Linked DNA regions of Rattus norvegicus: region 1 is linked to region 2. The links are chromatin contacts, called in public Hi-C maps. All regions are on one chromosome and are shown on one strand. Each heading gives the region's core, a stretch centred on a gene start, on an enhancer-like site or on the middle of the called end of the contact. The rest is flanking DNA. Distances are from core to core; before and after follow the strand shown. Region 1 overlaps Sipa1l1 (signal-induced proliferation-associated 1 like 1). Region 2 overlaps Pcnx1 (pecanex 1).

Region 1 (6,069 bases), core at 2,073-4,572, 490 kb after region 2:
ATTAATAAAGCATCTTTCAATATCATATTCTGTAGATCTTTGATGTTTTTGAAAACTATCTATATCTGAATGGCAAACATTGCTTTTTTTTTCTAGCTATTTACTATCTGTTCAACCTTGAAAACATACTTCTATACCTAACTAAACTAGTATCTAACATGGCCGTGAGTTTAATTGTCTATTAACTTGCATCTCTAAATTATCCCAAAGAGTTTGTAATAGCTTTTTAAAAGGATTAGAACTTAACATTGCATTTTTCAGGATTACGGAGGTACAGTACCTTAAAAAGAGTTGATACATAGGATGTCATAACCAAATATAACCTTGAATTTGCAAAGATTGATACAGTGTAGGTCCTTTGGCTAGTAGTAGCCCTACAGTTTACATTAGATTCAATGATCTACCCTTTATTCCCACTGTTACCTTTATTCCTAGTCCCCCTTTTTTCTTTTTCATCCCTTCTCCTCCTTTTCCCTCTAACACCAGATAGGAGAGAAAAAGAAAGAGAACAGGAAATCCCTGAATCTGACCTTCCTCACCTTGTTTCCTCCCAGTCCAAGACAGTTTGTAAGCACCACCCCCTCCCCCTAATGACAATACACATCCATTGTCCATTGAAAGACCAAAAACCATCTACCTCACCTCTTGGGAATGGGAACATCACTCTCTTAAAACTGCTTCCTGCTGATTTGGGGCATTATTTTCCTTTGGGGGTGCCTCCTAAAAATTAGGGTATTGGTCAGTCTTAAGGAAGTGAGCTGTAGCAATTGCTATCCTTTCTGCTTGGTGAGAACTTGAGGGCTTAACTGAAATCCTAGCTGGAACATTTTCTGATGCTGGACAATCTTACTAGCCATCTCAAAATTGTCCCGGACGCAGATTTTGAGGAAGCAGCATTGAGGCAGTCTAGGTAGGTCTACCTGGGCTACTTGTCTTCTCTTTGGTGTCTGGTCCTTTTGCTTTGCAAGCATATAAACCTTCAAAGGTATTATATTATACATTTCTGCATTAGCACAGGTATGGAATGTACTCTGCTCTCTGTTTGAGCTGGTAAGGCATCTGCCTGTTTTATGTTAGTTTAGATTGTATAACCCAGCTGTAATATAAATTTCTGTCTATGCCATTCAAAAGAATAGCATGCTAAGTTTTGAAGACTTTGTAGCCAACAGGATTTATTGGCTACGCATTGGTGAGGTTCCAGCTATAGACATGTCCATGTCTCAGAGCTGTGCCCGTGCAGAAGGATCAGCATATATTTTACTTGGTTTGTTCTTAATTTTTTTTCCTGTCTGCAGCCAAGATCTTCAGTGAGTCCCCCTGTCATAACTGATTGTTGTTAATTATGCAAGAATGTGGGGTTGGGGATTTAGCTCAGTGGTAGAGCGCTTGCTAGGCCCTGGGTTCGGTCCCCAGCTCCGAAAAAAAAAAGAAAAAAAGAAAAAAAATTATGCAAGAATGCATAGTTTTTCTTCTATTGAAACAAGAGCACATCCTCTTCTCCAATGTAACATACTTCCTGCCTTCCATTTTGAGATGAGGACCTATTTATGCTGCTTTACCTCATTAGTCTATTCTAAAAATCCAGTGATTTCAGCAGCTGTCCTCTCTGTTTTGTTGGCATTTTAAAAACTTCAATCAATGAAGCATTATTTAATCTCTCACTGGGAGATCCTATATTCCCATTCTTGTCTACGACCATTTCCCTTAAAGTATGAGTAGATCTCTCCATAATTGTGTGGCCTGTGGGATTATTAAATTATCTGTCACACTTTCGATGCCATAGTGTCTAATGAGTTGTTGTGTTCTAATGGATACGCATGTGGAAGCATCAGCAGCTCAGTCAGGAAAGGCATTTCCAAGACAGGCATCGCCTCTAATAAGTGCAGTCTCAGAATCAGCCTTAAGAACTCAGGGCAAAAGCACATTGAAACCCGGAGTACGAATCCACCGTATGATGCATTAACATATGTACTTCAGTGAAACACATCATCTGTTGTATGGCATTGCTCTGAGGTAGCATCATGAAGCAGAATCCGGATTCTTAACTTAGAGTATTGCATCTCTATAGGCTGCCATTCTAATTCCTCAAGCTTTTGTGGATTTTCTCACCTGGAACTACCTTTTGTGCTGTCACTTTGGGCTTCAGACTGGATTCGTGTGATGATTCTTTACTCTGATTTAATGAACCCTTTAACCTCTTCTGTGACCTGAGCCTACTAGTCTGTCTTTCCGTCTTCTTAAGTCTGTTTTATTCTGATCTTTCTAAAGAGGATATAGACAACTATAATCATTATGGATTTGCATGTTGATAATCAGAGCAAAATCATATAGCAAATGAGTTAAAAATTTTAACAGAAAATATTAACATATTTTTAACATAGAAAATATTTTCTTTTTAATACCTAACTCCTTAAGGATTTCCCAGTTTCCTACCAAGTCTGTTGACTTTTCAGCTTTTCCTGGGGTTTCCACATGTCTGGCATCTACCATGTCTCTCTGCTGTTCAGCTAGCACCTTGCAATGGCTGTTGGCTCGTGGCTCTGCTCCCCTCCAGTTGGTTCAGTGGGCTACCCTTGTTGGTTCTGGGCTGGAGCTGCTATCTGCCCTTCTGGGAGAACAGATCCTCACGGGTTCTGGGAAGGTAGCTCCAGGTCACCGAGGGCTACTGCCTGTTCTGGCTCCTGGCTGTACCTCACAGAGTAATGTAACACCCAAGCTTCATTTCTCTGAGCTGTCCTCCTGCCTCTACAGGCTCTATCCCCTGGACCCTTATTGGGCCACCCAGCTCTCTGGGGCACACTTTCTCTGAAACCGAGGCACCATGCTGCAGCTGCTGTGCCCTCAGGCCCTCTCAGGACAGCTCCAGCACCGCCCGCTAGGTTAGCTGTTCCCCGTCCCATCCAGTCACCAGCCCTCAATGCACAGCGGGACCTCTAAAGGACCTGCACTAGGCCTCTGCAGTCTCCTGCCCCCAACCAGCTAGAAGACTATCTTTGTTTTAAGCTTGGATTTCTGACTAAATTTGAATTACATGCCTACCACGTTGGACACCATTTGTGACCTTGGGCTTTTCCACCTGGCCTCTTTGTTCCCTGAAATAACGATTCTGGTACTGAGTCATTCCATGAATAAATTTGTGGGCCAAAAGCTTTGGCATGTTCCCATTAGCTCACAATTGATTTATCCCACTTATTCTCTGTCTTGCCAAATGGCTAGTTACCTCCCCTTCAGTTTCATGTGACCACCTTCCTCAGAGTTCAGGACAAATCCTCCCTGTGCTGACTCCGTCCCAGAATTCTTTCTCCCTATTTCCCCTCTAAGTTAATAGGCCAACAGCATTTTATTGATACTTCCAGATATTGCACAAGAGAGCTTCTCTACACTAACCTGGCTTATCAGTTTGCTGTCTATCTCCATATAAATGTGAAGTTGGGGTATGTCTAAGCAGGTGATGTGGACGTAGTGCTAAAGCCTGTCCAAGTGGCCAGGCATCTTGGGGAAAGCATCCTTTAAGAAGTTGTTTCAAGAGGCTTAGTAATTTTAGCTTTCAGGGCATTTATATCCTTATCCCCTGGTCTATAATTTGGCCCAAGTCCTCTTTTTGGAGAAGCCCTCACTAGAACCCTGCTTTGATAGGTAGGGAAGTGGTTTAGAAATGGATCCACAGCAGCTGTCTTTTCAAGGGGCTCTTACTTAAAAAGTAAGACTTCACTGTCACTGTCCCTTAAACTGAAAGAGCATAATCTCTCCCTGGAAAGGGAGGTAGAGACATTAGACTCCAAACATAATCTGTCTGTCTGTTGGTTAAACTTGACCACTGGTTGACTTTGCAGCTGTGCCTTAGGGTTTCCACTGCTGTGAACAGACACCATGACCAAGGCAACTCTTATAAAGGACAATATTTAGTTGGGGCTGCCTCACAGGTTCACGGGTTCAGTCCATTATCGTCATGGTGGGAGCATGGCAGCATCTAGGCAGGCACGGTGCTGAGGAGCTGAGAGTTCTACATCTTCATCTGAAGGAAGCCAGGAAGGGAGTCTTTTCTCACTGGGTGGACCTGAGATAGGAGGAGCTCTTCAAAGCCCCACCCCCACAGTGACACACTTCCTCCAACAAGGTCACACCTGTAACAGTGCCACTCCCATGGGCCAAGCATATTCAGACCATCACAGGACAGGGGCCCTGGAGTGCACCCTGTGCTTGACACTCTTTCTTCTCTTCCAGTCCAGAGAGCCTCATTTTTTGCTGCTAGTGATGAAAACCATCGCCCCTTGAGTGCGGCCTCCAACAGCGACCAGCTAGAGGAGCAGGCCCTGGTCCAGATGAAGTCGTACAGCAGGTTGGTCACCCGTTGCTGAGGGCATGAATATACACACCATGTGTCACCTCCAGTAGTGGCAGATGTGACGAAGAGGAGATGGAAGGCCCATGGATGAGCTGAGGGAAGCTGGGCGCAATACCAGACACTTGGCTTTCAGTTAGAACACTTTATAACTGGCTACTGTAAACACAATTAAACTGGTTTTGATGGCTTAAGGATAAAATTATGAATATTCTTTATTATTTAATATCATAAGTCACCTGTGCCCCTGAGGCTTATTAGTCTGGATTTGAGTCGCCACTGTGGCTGTGTTGTGACTGTGCTCATGTTTGCTTAGCTTCCAGCATTCTGGCTTGGCTTGCTGCGTTAGAAAACAGCACCAGGCTGGCTGAGAGTGTTTGCAAGATGGAGCAAGTCAGTAATAGCTGGAGCGCAGAGCCTCTTGACTCTGACCCTTACTGAGACTTACACTGCACGGCTGAGGGTCCCGCTTCCCCCGAGTCCCTGTGCTCGAGGTGTGGACTGAACATGGTGTATTCCTTCGCACCCCAGCGGCCAGCTGGGGAGCACCCCGTGAACTTGAATGCAGAACAGTCAACCAGAAACTCCTGCCCATGTCCTTCTGAGGATGGTCAGGAACCAAGGAGTGCAAGCCAAGTGTGGTAGTGTATGCCTGTAATTCCACACTTTGGAGGCTGACACAGGGGGATCAGGAGTTAAAGACCAGCCAGGCTACATTTTCAGACCCTGTATCCCTCAGTAAAATGGATGAGTTCCACATACGTAAATATTCAAATACATGTGAAAAGTGAGTCGCAGATAACAGGGAAGGAGGGGAGGCTAACCAGCTACACTGTCCAGTGGGCTGCTGCCCAAGGACTTCTGAGCGAATCTGCAGGGCTGCGGACTTCATTCCTACTCAACCGTAACACAGAGTTGCCACAGTCCCTCTTGTCATTGGGACAAGTGGGTTAAGCTGAGTGGCGGTCTACTCAAAACTGTGGAGAGAGAAAAGACAACCCAGAAGGAGAGTCTGAAAGTGCTGCACTGGGATGTGCTCTGCACTGAAACATGGGAGTCAGACCCTTCCAGAGGGAGGTCAGTTTATGGATCCTAGGATGAGGGCAAGATGGGCCAGGCAGACCTTTATGCTGTCAGTGCACCAAGTTCATTCTAAAAGACCTGTGGGGTTGAGGTAAGCTCCTGGGGTTCCTTGGGGGCCAGCACCCTGCAGGGCTTTGTGAGAGGCAAGTCCTTCCCCACCACAGCTTCCGTTCTGCTCAGCACATTTGTCCTTTAACCCAGCCCTTATCTGACCTGAGGTACCACACTGTGGGTTGCAGCTGACCATTCCCCCTTTATGATCCACTCACTGCTGACTCTTGGGTGTTTTGCCTGAGGTGTTTGCCAGTCAGTGTCACTCACTAGTGGCCCTGTCTTTTTAAACTGCATTTTGCTTTTGAAGTCTATTGCAAACATACAATTAAAAGAAATCAATAACACACTTCATTATGGGTCATGAATGCCAACTTAACTTTGCCTTTTGAAGAATACTTCCTATTCCACTACTTAGACAACCACAGGTTACATCCCTGCCTCTGCAAAGAGCCCTCCGCGTTTTCCCCACAGAAGTCTTGGCCTTCTGTTCTGGGAGTCTTAAGGTCACATGGCACAATTAGAACCCAGGAAACTGTTGGCAGGTCACAACCATAAGGGATTGGGGGAAAGCTGACAGGTCCTCAGCCTTG
Region 2 (6,206 bases), core at 1-2,500:
TGGCCAGGCTTGTGCAGTAAGAACTTAGCCCACTACAGCATTTTGGAGGCCCCATTCTAGGTTTTTGTTTGTTTGTAAAGTAATCTTATTAGTGTTTCAAAAGAATTAAAGTATTTCCTTAGGCACAATAATGACAGTTACTACTAATTTTGTTTTTGAAATACATATATATGTAGATAAATTCAGTATTTCCTGCCTGCTACTTGATAAGTTTGGTCACACATCTTTTAGATGAAGAAACAAAGGCTCATTATTGTAACCCAAGGTTACCTATTTGTAAGTTAGAAATAGAACTTGCGGCAGGCTATGCTGGCACACACCTGAAATTGTAGACTTGGGGTGCTGAGACAGGAGGATCTGAAGTTCAAGGCTAGCCTAGGTTAAATACAGAGACCCTGTTCTAAAGTGAGGGAGGGAAGGAAGAGGGGAGAACAGACACACACAGAGAAAGAGAGGCACTCACACACGCATGCACGTACTCACACACGCACTCTGGAACTTTTTCTGAAGCCTTTGAAAGAACTCAAATGACTTGAAAATTCAGTTAGGATGGGTTCTTTGTGCAGTTTTGAAACAGAAACCAGCTCTCTGGGTTGACTAATCAGCTTGTCCAACGCTCTGCTTGAGGATTGCTTACACTTACCTCTATACACTGTGAGTTCTTCTCTGTCTTAACTCGTAGAGAAGCCGGTGTGTATCTGTATTAACATCTTTAACTGTGTTTGTCACAGATTTGGCAACTGATCGCAAGCTCTTCCGCCTGGTCTCCAATGACTCCTTCGTTTCTATTCAGCCATCCTTGTCCTCTTGTGGACAGGACTTACCAAGGGACTTCAGTGACAAAGTGAGCCTGCCAAGCCATAGCCAGCACCACCGTGTTGATCAGTCACTGTGCAGTGCCTGTGACACAGAAGTGGCTTCTCTTGTACCTTTACATTCACACTCTTATAGGAAGGAGCACCGGCCACGAGGAGTGCCACGCACTTCCAGCTCTGCCGTGGCTTTCCCTGACGCCTCACTGAGTGGCCTCCCTCTTTACCAACAGCAGCAGAGACGGGGGTTAGACCCAGTTACTGAGTTAGACTCATCTAAGCCTCACTCAGGCACCAGAGAGTCCTTAGTGGGGCAGTCCTGCCCTCTTGCACAATCTCAGCCTGCCGCTGACCGGAGAAAAAGTTACTCTCAACCACCCACCAAGTGTGGGAAGAGCAGGGCGTTGAATGCTGAAAAGAGTGTGGACAGCCTCAGGAGCCTGAGCACACGGAGTAGTGGGTCCACAGAGAGCTACTGCAGTGGGACCGACAGGGACACCAACAGTACTCTCAGCAGCTACAAAAGCGAGCAGACCAGCTCCACTCACATAGAGAGCATCTTGTCTGAGCACGATGAGTCTCCTAAAGTGGGAGACAAGAGTGCCCGGAAGGAGGGCTGTGCCGAGTCAGCGGAAGAGAGGTGCCACGGGGCCACTGACCGAAGGACTAGCAGTGACAAGACTGCCCTAGAGGGGAGCACACCTGCTGGGCCTCCCGAGGCCCCAGACGCTCAGGCATCTGAGGAGAAGCCTGACCAGGTTGCTCCCAGCAGCTCTGCATCAGAAGATGCCAATAAAAACCCCCATGCGAACGAGTTCACTGTCCCCGGGGACAGGCCGCCTGAGCAAAGTGCAGAGAGCAAAGAGGAGCAGGGCGAGAAGCCCAGCCTTTCCACAGACTCCAAAGTTTGTAAAGACGATGGTGGGAAGCAGAAGGAAGGAGACGTCCGACCCAAATCCTCCAGCTTAATCCACCGGACAACTTCTGCCCATAAACCAGGCAGGAGGCGCACAGGAAAGAAACGGGCCAGCAGTTTTGACTCCAGTCGCCATAGGGACTATGTTTCCTTTCGAGGAGTTTCTGGAACCAAGCCGCACAGTGCTATATTTTGTCATGACGAGGACTCTAGTGATCAAAGCGACTTGAGCAGAGCACCCAGTGTTCATTCTGCTCACCATTTCAGCAGTGATAGCTCTTCCAGTGCCACTTCTCATTCCTGCCAGTCTCCTGAGGGCAAATACAGTGCCCTCAAGACCAAACATGGCCATAAGGACCGGGGCACAGACTCAGACCACACGCACAGAGCTCATCCAGGCCCTGAGGGAACAGCCAAAAAGAGGGCATCTCGGAGGACTTCCAGCACACATAGCGCCAAGACACGGGCTCGGGTTTTGAGCTTGGATAGTGGCACTGTGGCCTGTTTGAATGACTCAAACAGGCTGCTGGCACCGGACAGTATAAAGCCCTTAACCACTTCAAAGTCAGATCTTGAGGCCAAAGAGGGAGAGGTGCTGGATGAGCTGTCTTTGCTGGGCCGGGCTTCCCAGTTAGAGACGGTCACACGGTCCAGGAATAGTTTGCCAAGCCAGGTTGCATTTCCTGAAGGGGAGGAGCAAGATGCAGCCACTGGAGGTGAGTAAGCTATGGGACGACTATGGATTGACACTGTTGCTCACAATAGTCTACTAGAACCTTCAGAGAGCACGGTTTCTCTGTACCAGGAAAGCACACTTCTTTCAGTGAACATGGTGGTCTCCAGTGGTCCAGCTGTCTTACTGGACACATCAGCTTATTCTTGACTGCCTCCCTTTTCTAAGCTAGTTGTGCTAGTGATCACCCAGTTATTTCTCATCCTCTGTACAATACCAACAGTCTCACAACTGTAGTAGGGTGGCCAGCCACTCACAGCCATGACTCACAGTGAGCTGCTGAGCTTCAGAGGCGGACGCTCACCCGTCACGAGACTTCCAAACGCTGCTGTAGCTCCAGCGTGGACTCAGATAGCCAGTTCTTATCTATTTCTCTGCTTTTCTCTCAGTTCAAGCTTTAGATATTAAGGAAAAAAATTCCTATAATTTCACACTGTCCTTTAAAGTTAAACTCACTAGAAGTTTATAGTTTATATTAATTAGCATTTTATCTTGTGTTTATTTGTTTTTTAGTTTTTGAGATAGGATCTCAATGTGTAGCCCTGGTTGGCCTGGGACTCATTACATAGACCAGATTGTCTTCAAACTCAGAGATCTGTCAGCCTCTGCCTCCCAAGTGCTGGGATTAAAGGAGTGCAGCATCCCATCTGGCCATATTAGCATTTTTAATCCATTAATAGTTGTCATGGTATCCCTGGTGATGGTGTTTGGGTAAAGTAATAACTTAGTGATTCCATGATTTGGGGGGAATTGTACTGAGTTGGATAGGTGGTGTAGTACTGTGTCAGTGTGTAATGGGCCATTTTTTGCAGGTGTTTTCCCATTTTCTACCCAGGCAGGTTGCCTGTTTTGCTAGAATGAGAATGAGGCCTCCTGATGTTGGCACACAGGTGTCTGTGATATAAAGGTTGTTGTCATTTGCTGTGATAAAGTTCTGTTTATGCAGACATTTTCAAACATGTCTACACTTATCTCAAAACAATTCCAGACTCATCAAGACTGTTTCCAAGGTCATATTGTGGAAATGTTCTTCCTGGTTTTGGTAAGGTTCTGACAAAAATTAACTTGTATTGAGAATGTAAAGAAATTATTTTTAGTGGTGAAGAAGCTGCCAAGGTAGTCTTCTAACCTATATGTTAGAGATGAGAGTTGTGGCCACTTGGTAGTTCTAGGAGTTTTTGACCTGGATATCATTCTCTATTTGTAACAGATCTGAAAGACTATAAAGGTTCCTCAGAGAAACCCTGTTGTGTGTTTCTGTTTATGGTGTCAAGGAATCCATTAGGTTTTAAAAGATAGCTTAATTCTTTAAGTTAGCCAAATACAATTCGAGACTGACTATGCTTAGGCATGTGCTCTAAGTATTGTTGTAATAAACGTTATTGCCAAAATGTGAGTGTTGTGTCTGTGCAGGATGTGCTGTGGTGAGTCTGTCTCCGCACATTTGGGTCATATCCTTCCACAGCAGATGTGGCTTTTCCTCTTTTGTTTTGTTTGGTGGTTTCACAAAGTGCACGGGAAGAAGTATTTGCTTTTTCATGCAGTTCTATGACCGTAGTCCTCATACTTCCAGAGTCCAGATGTTTTTGTTTATATCTTTTAAAATATCCTTTAAAGATTAATAATAAAACAGTGAACTAAATTTAAAAAATCTCAGTTTAGTTCAAGAAATTCCCTAGTATGTGGGAAGTTGAAAAGACTTTTGTCAACAGAGGGTCCTGCTATGTTTTCTTCTATTTGTTTTCATTGGCTTAGAGTGAAAATCAGAACAAAACAAATGACTTAGATGTGTTGGAGATTATGTCGTTTCCACTACACCTCAGTACGGAGGTTTGCTGTGCTTCGGTTGAACTGCCAGAAAGCTGGTAGCCGATTTAAAACGGACAGGATTTCAGCGCCTGTGATGTGGGCATCATTGTTACAGTCTCTTCTGGCAGTTCAAGAGTGATGTGTCTGGGCTGTCCATTCTGTCATGTCTGTTGTCCTCCAGAAACATGACAACACATACTGCTACTGCCACACCATATAAACACATGCGTGTGCGCGTGTGCATGCGCACACACACACACGCACACACACACACACACACACAGGCGCGCGCGCTCTCTCTCTCTCTCTCTCTCTCTCTCTCTCTCTCTCTCTCTCTCTCTCTCACCCTCTACTTGATTGGACATAAAACCATGAGTAAATTCTAATCCCAGTGGATTTGGTAGTATTGATAAGTTCTTTAAAAGCTTACTCCATTATTATGGTGAATGGTGTTAGTAGGTAATGGGATACAATTTTGAAAGTGTACTTGGAAGTTTTATAATAAAATGACCAACAGTAGAGCTGATGTAGCCCAGAACCCACATGCCTATTAGTCTACAGGTTTCACTGTAGTAGATGTTACCCTCAGAGATCCACTTATCTTCATTAGGCCTCTGCGCTATCATTTGAGGATGCGGTGGCCACAGTACCTGTGTTACAGTGAAAGACAAAGGGGTTCAAATGTGATGCCTCCGACATGCTTAGCATGTGGTAGATGTCTAATAGTGCTGCTGCATTTGGGAAGCAGGCCAGTTTGCTATGCTACAGAGATGTGTCCTGCCCTGTGTAACCCTGTTAGTACAGTTGAATACAAGGATGTAGGGATCTGTTGAAATAAATTAGAGATGTGAAACTTGACAATAGTAACAACACAAATGATACCCGTATCTTCAATTTCCTACTCAGTGCTAACAGAATAATGTGTTTAGTAGCCTATCTGTTAATGTAGTTTGGCCTTTTTGGCAGAGATGTGCCGTATAACTTACTTTATGGTATGCAGCCGTACCACGGTGGTTTGCTCACTGAAATCTATGGCCCGTGTGCTGTGGCACGGCATCACCAGCTTGCTGTGTTTGCTCTAAGACCTCCGACTGTTAATCGAGTTCTTTGTGCAATGTCAAGTCTTACTAATAATTGTCTGCAATTGCTTAGGTGAAAAATTTTAAGTTCATACCAAAATTTTTTTATTGGCATCTTGCTTTGTACTTAATTTTTATAATTATAAGGCATGTCTCTATTACTAATATTTTAAAAATAAAAACACATACATAAGAGTTTTTAAGTCCTGCATTTTATTTCATGTGTATGAACTTAGAGAAATCCCTGGAGCTGAGCTCTCAGAACTGAATTCTGGTCCCCTGCAGCAAGCACTCTGAACCGCTGAGCCACCCTCCACCCCGTCATCGAGTCTCGGCAGTGTTTCATCTATCCAGTTTTGTTTGCTTGGCTGCTGAGAGTATGGACAATAGCAGTGAGAACATGCAAACACTGCCGCTCAACACAGCCGCTGGTCTTGTTGTCCACTGTTTGTTGACTTATTGGAAGCAGAATGGCCACTTAGAATGTTGGCACAGATGGGACTGCTTTCATCAGAATTGAATTGTTCTGCGGACTCTGTGCACATGACGAGTGTAAGCTTTCATTTCTCAGAGCAGGATCTTCCCAGAAATACCATGGTTTGCAGTGTCCTTGGCTGATAGGTAAAGAAAAGAAAAGATGTTTGGATAAAGTGAGTTTCCATGTCTAGACCAAAATATTGTTTTGTTTTTAGAATTCATGTTTCAGAATTTCTTTTTGTCTTTCAGAATTTTTACACAATAATTTTATTGCCCATTTCATTTTTTTTAAAAAAAGATTTATTTATTTACTTAATGTATGTGAATGTACTCTTTCAGACACACCAGAAAATGTATCAGATCCCATTATGGATGGTTGT

The links. Hi-C and Micro-C count contacts between places; a contact is called where the count stands out from the background.
Region 1: a Hi-C map of liver shows a contact between it and region 2, with 2.3 times the contacts expected there. The contact joins two enhancer-like sites. A contact is called at or near these places in 2 of 12 Hi-C or Micro-C datasets (the Rat2 cell line and liver).

Annotation. Positions count from the first base shown.
Region 1 is chr6:107,840,054-107,846,122 of GRCr8, forward strand. It overlaps Sipa1l1 (signal-induced proliferation-associated 1 like 1), which reads left to right. Exons shown (of 25, transcript NM_001389245.1): 23 at 4,225-4,339. Among named protein-coding and RNA genes, the nearest start is that of Rgs6, 150 kb to the right of the region's middle. Within about 2 kb of position 3,323, at least 1 of the 93 cell types and tissues checked has an H3K27ac peak or open chromatin away from gene starts, as enhancers often do. A contact at or near this core is called in liver, where this site is marked.
Region 2 is chr6:107,350,196-107,356,401 of GRCr8, forward strand. Pcnx1 (pecanex 1) reads left to right here. Exons shown (of 36, transcript NM_001170347.1): 6 at 732-2,444. Among named protein-coding and RNA genes, the nearest start is that of Pcnx1, 56 kb to the left of the region's middle. Within about 2 kb of position 1,251, at least 10 of the 93 cell types and tissues checked have an H3K27ac peak or open chromatin away from gene starts, as enhancers often do. A contact at or near this core is called in liver, where this site is marked.